2 separate regions of the Sus scrofa genome follow, and region 2 is linked to region 1. Evidence: chromatin contacts called from public Hi-C data. All regions are on one chromosome and are shown on one strand. The core of a region is the stretch at or near the end of the contact, and the rest is flanking DNA. Distances in the headings are between cores, read along the strand shown.

Region 1 (5,013 bases), core at 493-2,992:
AATTAAAAGGAAGCTATTTTCTTATCAAGAACCATTTGGTAATCTTACGCTGTCCATTTATTTCCTGTATGCAATGATTCAATGGAAAGTGATGCTCTGATAGCGTTCATTTGTTTTTAGATGTTGAGCTGTGTTTTTTTGTTGTTGTTGTTTTTTCCCCTTAGACTGATTTGAAAACTAATGGAAGAAACTAAAGATGATGGATTTGGGGCTATGAAATGACTAGCTCAGCATGCAGTGCACAGGGTGTTTCCAGGCCGCAGAATTCATTTTTAGGGAGCTGACATCCAACATTAAATTTTATTTCTATGTTTAAATATGTATGTTGCTGAATATCATAGAGATGTTTGCTAGAGGTCTGTAAACTTGTCTATGGAAGCTCAAGTTATTCACGTATTCCTTGCTTTCTTCCTTTCACTCAACAAATACCACTTTTTGTTTGGTACTGTGTGTTAGACATTTTGGAACAGGCAGTGAATGAAAGAGTCAAGGACAGCTGTATATATTCAAATAAATGTGTCAGAAGAGATCATTCCTTTTAAGTTTTGTCAATACTTTAACAAATTAAGCTGGAATAATGCTTGAAAATATTTTTCACATACATGAACAATGTTACAATTTTAGTGTTCTTTCAATGATTGAATACCACTATTTTTGTTTATTAACTACAAACTGTACCAGCATTAGAACCTCAAGTTTCCCAAGGGCAGATTCAAGGCTACGTGCAGGATCTGGGCCATTCCCATTAGAGAAGTGAGTGGAGTTTAGTGTGAATCATTTATTCCCCCAACAGCACTGAGCAAGCCAGGTCTGGGGGAGGCAACTTAGGCTCTTACAGAGGAACTCCTCTTGTAAAACACGCAGGGCCCCCGAATCTAAGAAAAGCAAAGCTTGAGGAGTTCAGAGGACACTTTCTTTAGTCTCAGATGTTTAAATAATTATCTCTCAGTCACTAAGGCTGTGAACTATGTGTGATGAGAACAAAATAATCAAAAGGGAAACACTTCCTCTTTTGAATCTGATCCAACACAATAACAAGTTTCCTCCTGACACATTTTGAGGATTATATAAGTTACAATAAATGTAAATAGGAAATTTCCCATCCATGAGTAATATTTACACCTTTTGCCTAGGAATATTACAGTGTTTAATCATCTACCTTTCTTCATAAAACATCATACTTTTAAAAAGACAGCCACAGCCAGCAGAGAATATGAAGTTTCCTCACAGTCTGAAGAATAGAGGACAAAAATGAAAAGGGAAAAACACTTAGGTTTAAAACCTCTCTGGGTACTTTAAAACTCCTCCCCCCCAAAAGAAATATTCATTCCATTTACTTTAAAATGTAAAATTTGTGCTTCCCGCACAAATTTTGGTACTCTATTCAAAGATTCAAAGTGTGGTTTTCTTTCTCTTTTCTAAAGAAAAGTAGGTCTTTTTTAAAAAAAAGCAAATTCCGCCCCCCCATTTGTTTATTCTGGTAAATTACAAAGGCGTGCTTAGTAACCTCAGGTAAGCTTTCCGAAAGGACAGAGGGTAGCAGCCCAGCAGAGCTGCAGGCTATGATCTAACTTATTTCGGCTGTTTGCTCAAATCCAGAGAGCGACTGAGAGATAGCGAGAGGAAGGCAGGCGCAGCACACTCACCTCCACAATTTCCGTGCAGGAGTATCTTGTCAGACTCTGCTCGGCGGGGTGAACAACTGCGATCTGCACCAGGGTATTCAGCTTCCGATCACGGACGGGAGCCACAAGATCCTTGCAAGCTGGCAATGGCAAAGGAAAGAGAAACAGGAGAAACTAACCCTGTATCTCAGGGGAAAGCGTCTGTCCCAGGGTGGAAGTCAACTTAGCCGCGGCGAGGAATTAAATCTTCTGGGACGGGGGCTGAGTTTACAGAGGAAGTCCCTTGGAAGTACCTTACAGAAATAGGAAGTCACGTGCTGCCGAGCTGAATTGAAAATTCATTTCCACTGACCACATGTGCAGTTCTTGCAAGTCTCGACTGCTCTGGGATCCCAGCTCTAACGTGGAACTGTGCACACACAGCTCAGGGTCTTGAGTGGCTTTAATTAGTCTTTAAACCCTAGGCTTTAATTCACTCTCCTAGACTAAGTCTACGACGTTGGGCCACATCCGGGAAACTTTACAGCTGCTCCCAGTGCACCCTGGCTGCATTAGTTCAGATGTTGGAACCCACAAACTTGGTCCTTATCTATCTGTTCGCTAGAGCTGACCTCCTACTGTCCTACACGGGGACAGACACAGGAAAGAGAGGCTGCCCTATCACAGCAGCACACAAGCCCCAGGCTAGGGGCGGGTGGGGTGGGGGGAGGTTAAAGGGGTTGTCCGTCGTTCCTGTCGGGGATCCCTGCCAAGTCCAGAGGCAGAAATGTGGGGAAAGGATGGGTTAATTCTTGACCAGGGGCCGCAAAAGTAAGAACTTTCCCTTGTGATACCAGGCTCATATTACAGACTCTCCTCACCATACCAAATTTACTTGAATATTTTCTCCTTCCACACATCATTCCCACCATTTGGGGAAGAAAAATTAAAAAAAAAAAAAATTTCTTTACTGCCAGTCTAAGGTCTCCTCCCCCTGTGTTTCCCCATCTGGCTTTGAAATGGTAATTTTACAACCTGCATTTGGATTGCTAAGGATAATGCAAAGAGTCCTCACCAGGGATCAGTTAAGCAGAGCTGGTGGTTGGGGACAGGTGGAGGCTGGGACAGGGGTACTGAGAAGTAGCCCAGGATCCTGGGTTCAAAGTGGGAGTGTGCCTGGCTTTAGACCATCCACATCTCACACATCTGACCAGCGCAGAAAGGGACAGAAGGACCCATGTATTTAAGCTACACTGTGGCTCTGTAGCCCTGCACAGGGCCTTCATCTCCTAGGACGGAGATACTATGGCTTAAACCTAAGACTTGAAAGCAAAGAATATTATAAGTGTAATTATCACCTTTCCATCCTTACAAATCAGCTCATTCGTAGAAGCAGAATAGGATAAAGGCAAAAGCAGGAGTTTTGGAATGGAACAGGCCTGATTTTCAGCTGGTTCTACCAGTTAAGTGATGCTGGGCAAATTATTTAACTTCTTGATAGACCTTGAGATCCTTTTATGCCTATATATTTTGCTACAAATTTTCCTTATTTAAACCACATGTCTCTAACCATACAGGAAAGCATGCATGAAAAAAATAACTTTTTTAGCCATCATTATTTTTGAGGCTGTTTGCCAATTATTTCTTTATTTCTCAAAATGGAGCTTTGAATTACTATTTTGATTTGACATACTAAGAACTAGAGGCTTAGAAATATTAAGTGGTCACATTTATATTACTAGAACTCTCTGGTAGTTTTCTTGCATCATATTCCAGCAGCTCCATTTCTTTTCTTGGCATACTAAATTCCTCTCCTGCACAAGGACGCCTCTCTTTAGAAGACCCATTGCCATAATTCTTTATTGTCTAACCCAAGGGATCTACAATTTTAGAAAATACTGATGCAAGGTTTTGATAATACCAAGGTATCACCGGAAGGGGGAAAAAAAAGATTTAGTCTTTACTGTTCTTTGGTGGTTATTTTGATCATTTCCTCCACTTGCCTAATGAATGTTTAATTTTATCACTCATTCTCTTGGCTTTCTCGTCACAGTATACAGCTCTCCCTCCGTTCACTGATATTGACATATATCTGTCCTTAGATTTTGAAGTTGGAGTCAATTTGTTTCAAACACATGCATCGTTGTCTACTTTCTGCTGATAGCTTCATTTTTACCTTACTAACTTATGACACATTTGCTCAAAATAAGTTACTTCTTTTCTTATTTCTTATCAGGCTTGATTGTGGGCTGTGGTTGTTTCTCAGAAGTGAGCAGCTGTTTCTTCATTTTATCAGAGAACCTCTAAGACTCAGTTCTAATAAAAACAGAAAATCTCCATTAAACTCAAATGTTCTGTCCAACTGCATTTGCAGATCCACCAGTACTGATGAAGTAAAAACAACCATAATGGCATTATCTATTTCTTTATAGTCTAGATCTAAAAAGAGGCAAAGAAAACAACAACAACTAAAGTCATGTCTTAGGCTGCCCAGATCTCTTTTCTGCCCAACAACTCAGATACTTTATTATTCCCTAATTTTACGTAGCAAGACCTTAGGGAAAGACCCTGACATCAGTCAGAATCCCTGAGCTGTATTCCCCGATTCACCATTTTCTACTTATGTGACATTGTCAAACTTGATTTCTTCATCTATTTACCTATTCCTCAGGGGGAGGTAAGGAAGATAATAGGGGATAAATTAGGAGATTGGGATTAATATATACATATTAATTAGGAAGTTGGGATAACATAACATATATATGTTAGTCCCAACAAGGACCTACTGTTTAGCACAGGCAACTCCACTAAATATTTTGTAATAATCTATAAGGGGAGAGATTCTGAAGATACACACACACACACACACACACATACACTAAATTGCTATGCTATACACTTGAAACTAACACAATATTGTAAATCAACTCTACTTCAACAAAAAGTTTTAAAGAAATCAAATACTTTTTATGAAAGGATTTTTCCAGGTAAAATAAAAGTTACTAATATCATTATACTAATATTTACCAATAGCGATGCCAACACTTACCAATAGTGTTTTATTCTTCTGTAAAATGGTTTTTATTGACTTAGTCATGTAGTCAGACAGCTCCTTAAAAGTGGTCACTAGCTTCAATATTTCTTTGGAAATGCCCAACCAGGACATGAGTCATCGCATTTCATAAGGTGAAACCCATACACACTCTGGATCTATACATACTGAAACCATCCCACTGGAGAGGTGATAAATCATGAGTGACTGGATTGCTCAGGGAGACATCACTCATTTGGATCACCATCAAGTCTAACCTGCACAGGAACTTTTCCACAGCCGCTAAAGAAACCTGAAAACTTGTTGTCAGAAATGGAAGTATGTCCTGTTGGTCTTCCAAGTCAAATGTATGCACTG
Region 2 (5,149 bases), core at 152-2,651, 870 kb before region 1:
GGGGTCTAATGGGAACTGTAGCCACCGGCCTACACCACAGCCATAGCAACGCGGGATCCAAGCCGCGTCTGCAACCTACACCACAGCTCACGGCAACGCCGGATCCTCAACCCACAGAGCAAGGCCAGGGATCGAACCCACAACTTCATGGTTCCTAGTTGGATTCGTTAACCACTGAGCCATGACAGGAACTCCTCTTTTAATTTTTTTTTAATTTTTAATTTTTAAATTTTTTTTAGGGGAAAAGGGAGAAATTCTTAGTTATTATAGGACATTTTTTCTTTATCATTACATTTCAAAATAGCTATGTTGAGATGATACAAAATATAATTGAAGTGGCAACAAAAATCAAATTATTATGTGGAAGAAAATCTTAGTTTTCTGCAAAGTAGAGAAACTTTAAGAGAATGAAACCTAAGCGTATTGCATTGTGATTTTTTTTTTCTCATACACAATTCATTTGGCTTCACCTCATTCTGTTATCACTTTGTGATTTTTTTGATTTGGCTTTTTTTTTAACTTCTTTAAATAACAAGAAAATTCTTTCCAGCAGCTGTAGCTCTGATTCAGCCTGGGAACCTCCATATGCTGCTGGTATGGCCCTAAAAAGAAAAACAAACAAACAAAAAAACAATGCTGTGAGAAGACCAAGGATCAGGTAAGTCAAAAGTAGTCATGTTCAGAGTCATACAGCTTTTTTTCCCCTCCCGTTTTAAAAAGTTTTGTGGGATAGTTGATTTATAATGTGATAATTTCTGCTGTATGACTCAGTGACTCAGGCATACACATAACCATTCTTTTTCAGATTCTTTTCCCACATAGATTATCACAGAATACTGGGTAGAGTTCTCTGTGCTATACAGCAGAACTCTAGTCATTGCATAGACCACAGTGTGCAAATGCCAATCCCAAACCCCCAGCCCATCCCTCCTCACCGCCTGTCCCCTCTGGTAACCATAAGTTTGTTTTTGAAGTCTGTGAGTCTCTTTATGTTTTGTAAATAAGTTTATTTGTATCATTTTTTTATAATAGATTCCACATATAAGTGATATCATATGTTAGGAATCAAAACAGCTTTTTAAGTCACTGCATTTGCCCTACGGCTCCATCATCTGACTCTTCGCCTTGTGCTTTTCTCTCCTGATGCTCAGAATAGTGCCAACAGCATGATAAACACTCAACAAATACTTGTTAAATAAAAAGATTAACATTTAGAATCTGGAAAAGAATGCATGACATTTCTGTAATTTTTTTTACGGAGAGTTTGAGAAAACAGAAAGCACTATAACATGACAGCCACTAGAGGTCGCTAAAACTCCACGCAAGGAGAATATGTTATTTGGGAACGAACAGGCTGATCCTCTTAAAATCCCCAGCGAAATGGTGATGGCTGTTACGTAACAATTACTGACTTTCCAAAGCTTTTAGGAATTGCAGTTATACATAGCTCAAGCTTAGTGTTTTTAGCATTGACATTTGCAAAACATTCTGCTGAGCCAACATAGCCATTTTTTCCCTGTGACATTTATCTATATTTAGAATTACTGTTTCTTTTTTGTAACAGAGATGGTGCGATTATTTCGTTAACAGAAAAGGTTTTTTCCTCAAAGTTGATTTTTTCCCTCATTGTTATATACCCAAGGAAGAGCCATCTGTATTTCCCATGGATATAATTTGAGAGACATTTAGAAGGCAAACCCTCTTTTTCCCTGGGCGATGCTTGCAAGGCAGTCCCAGCAATCTGAAATTGCATCATTAGCTCTTTATTACTTTTTCTTAAATTTGTGTCCCCACATTGTGCTCCAGAACAACATTTCCTAAACTGATTTTTTTTTTTTTTTATATGTACGGTGTGAAATCTTCCATCAAAAGGAGGGCTCCTCAGTCAAGTCAGTTTGGAAATGCTGTAAGCAGTAGCCCCCAAGTGGATCTAAGAAACCACACGGAAGGGAGAGAAGTTCAACAGCAAAGAAACAGTTGGGTTACTTAGTTTACAAACCATTTCCACATCTTTGACTAGAAGTTAGCAAACTTCTGTAAAGGACCAGATAAGGAAATATTTTAGACTTGGTGGGTCATCCTGGGTCTCTGTGGGAATGTCTCAAATCTGTCACTAGGGCACAAAAAAAAAAAAAGAAAGAAAGGCTCTGGACAATACGTAAATGTCTGAGTGGGGCTGTGTCCTGACAATGCTTTGTTTATGAACCCTGACATTTAATTTTATAAAATTTTCATGTCATGAAATATTACTAGCGTATTGATTTTTTTTCTTCCAACCATTTTAAAATGGAAAAACATAGCTATATGTGTTTTACAAGCAGTTTGTTACGTGCACCCAAACAGGCAGTGAACCAGACTTGGTCCACCAGCCAAAGTTTGCCATCCCCCGCTTTAGACTACAAGCCCTCTCTCCTTACCTTTTATATTTTTTGTGTGGATTCTATTAAGATTTAGGGGACAGTGGAGCCTCCAGATGGAAGCTGCCTTGATGGACATTTTGCTTGTTCTCAATTTTTCCTATTATAAAATGCTATAATTCATTGGTTATATTCGTAGATCTCTTTTTAGATATATTGTTTCCTTAAATAAATAACCCAGGACATATATGGGGGCAATCGAGGCACCAATAGGTAATTCAAGAAAAACTGTAACTTTGCTTTTGTTTCTGGACAGAGGTCATTCTTCTCTCTGTTTGCTAATAAGACAGTAGTTACATACCTGGGCGTTAGCCCAGAGAGTGGGAAAGACAAAATTATCCAGACTCCATATTTTTGTTTATCTATTCCAGAGGCTTTGAGTAGGGAAAGGAGGATGTGAGGGCAGAGAGGACTTGACCATAAATTATTCTGGTAAAGCTGTAGCACACTGGGGAAGACGACGTTAATCCTGGAAATAGAGTTTTAATGTTTTGAGCTATACCTGAGAAATTAAAAAAAAAAAAAAAAAGTCCAGTAAAAGAACTTGACCTTCTAGGATGGCACACTAGAAATGTCAGGTCAAAGCAGATCAAAATCAATCTGAAAAGTGAGTATAAAAAAGTAGATCTCTCATATTTGAGGAGAGGGAATCAAAGTGACAGACCCTACAGTTGGGGGTTAGCTGTGATGGTTACAACCTGCAACAACGCCGAGAACGGCACAGCAGCCCTTGGTTGTATAGCTCCCTAGTTTCCCAGTGCTCTACAGCTATGATGCTGGAAGGTGGGTCCAGATCAGGATCATCAGCAGTAGCCTGTTACATATGCACCTCATCAGGCCCACCAGAGACCCGTGAAGCTGGTCCAGCAATCTGTGTTTTCATTAACACTTCAGATTATCTGAAAGTTGCTAAAATTTGAAAAAAAACGCTGTTCTACACCCACTTTCTCTTTCTCAGACAAGTAAGAGAATGTTTGAAAGCTGTCATGGATTATTTGGCTAAGGCAAATCAACTGCTACAAGAATAGGTATGGAAAGGAAGCCTGATGGAAGGCAATGGCTGGAGGAATTAGAACTCTGCATTACAGGAAAAATGCTGGTTGATAGCCTAACAAATCTAATCTGATATCCTAACAAATCTTATCCAAAATATCATATCATTGTATAAGAGGTCTTTGTGCAGAAGAGAAAGAAGGATAACTGCAAAACTTTACAAATAATCTAAAACTGTATCTCCTCATGGGAAAATACAGAGTAAGATTAATTTCTCGATAAATATTTCTTGGGTAATTTTTTGTCATGTTACAATTTGGTGATGTTTCAGAGTAATTCATTTAGGCAGGAGAAACAAAACACTCAGCAGTTGAGCAGCAGAAAAAGGTCCAAGAAGCACAATAAAAATATTAATGTCTGACATGGGATTCAGAGTGAACAAGGACATATTTTGAAGTAAATTTCCCACTATACTCTGCAATATTCTCATCTTCCTTTGAGTGATCTATTCCGGTTTAGATCTACTTTATTTAAGTTATTAAATTTCAATCTCTAGTTGTTGATTACTTATTTTCACCTTTTATATCTAACCTTCATTTTGTTGCATTAGTCACCATTCGTTTCTTTTTGACATCTGTGAAGGTCATTATAGTCCTGGTACCTTTATTATTTAGCTTATCACAGTCATGAATCATTGAACACATTTTTCTTTCTTTTTTTAGCATGTAGAACTTCCTGGGCTATTGTTCTCAGCCTTTTGGCCAAGATCAAGTGTAGAAGTTCCTGGGCCAGGGATCACACCTGCAACCTGCACCACAGCAGCAGCCTGAGAAGCTGCAGTGACAATGCCTGATCCTTAGCCTTTCTCACCACAAGGGAACTCCTCCATATTTTTCCAATCTCTGTGACCTCAAAGATCCTCAACTCCTAAAATTCTATGATTCCACAATTTCTAATTGGTGTTGTAGTCTAGAAATCCCAAGAAGAAAAATAAAGGAGATGAATGAATTTGTTCAGAAAAGCATTTTAGAAATAAAAACCCCTTAATTCCCTAATAGATGCAAACTATTGACTTTGGAATGGATAAGCTGTGAGATCCTGCTGTGTAGCACTGAGGACTAAATCTAGTCAGTTATGATGGAGCATGATAATGTGAGAAAAAAGAATGTATACATGTATGTGTAACTGGGTCATCTTGTTGTACAGTAGAAAATTGACAGAACACTGTAAACCAGCTATAATGGAAAAAATAAAAATCATTATAAAAAAAGAAATAAAAATCCCAATATTAATATTTATTCTGCACTAAACCAAATATGAATCTAGATTTAAGCAGGGTTCACAGCTCATATAACAAACTGATGTTACAAAATTACAGACTCTTGCGTCTGCAAATGAAAAGAAATGGAGTTACTGAATCAAATTTAGAGTTAATGAGCCTTTTCAGGCTTCATCGTGTTAAACAATATATTCCATTATTATAAATATTTGTAACAGTTATAAGTCAGTGATATACAATACATTGCTGATTGCACTTTGGACCAAGTGGCCTGCAATTTCTCAGTTATTTTGAGGAACTTTATCATATAGATGACATTTGCTCCATGTCTTGGGGCATCTGCAGATGATTTTTATTGTGACATAAATCACCATACAATGCTTGAATGGTTGTAGATTGCCTCTAGATTATCAGAACTGTCAGAATCCATTTTTACACAACAGAGAGGGAAAAAAGTAAC

Evidence for each region. A called contact is a pair of places that touch in the nucleus more often than the background predicts.
Region 2: a contact with region 1 is called in a Hi-C map of skeletal muscle, with 9 times the contacts expected there. The contact joins two enhancer-like sites. A contact is called at or near these places in 2 of 47 Hi-C or Micro-C datasets (heart right ventricle and skeletal muscle).

Annotation. Positions count from the first base shown.
Region 1 is chr8:85,194,945-85,199,957 of Sscrofa11.1, reverse strand. INPP4B (type II inositol 3,4-bisphosphate 4-phosphatase) reads right to left here. Exons shown (of 30, transcript XM_021100673.1): 6 at 1,647-1,765. Among named protein-coding and RNA genes, the nearest start is that of INPP4B, 390 kb to the right of the region's middle. Within about 2 kb of position 1,742, at least 45 of the 83 cell types and tissues checked have an H3K27ac peak or open chromatin away from gene starts, as enhancers often do. A contact at or near this core is called in skeletal muscle, where this site is marked.
Region 2 is chr8:86,067,028-86,072,176 of Sscrofa11.1, reverse strand. It overlaps LOC106504720 (a long non-coding RNA gene), which reads left to right. Exons shown (of 4, transcript XR_001298412.2): 3 at 554-658; 4 at 1,873-2,946. Among named protein-coding and RNA genes, the nearest start is that of RNF150, 18 kb to the left of the region's middle. Within about 2 kb of position 1,401, at least 7 of the 83 cell types and tissues checked have an H3K27ac peak or open chromatin away from gene starts, as enhancers often do. A contact at or near this core is called in skeletal muscle, where this site is marked.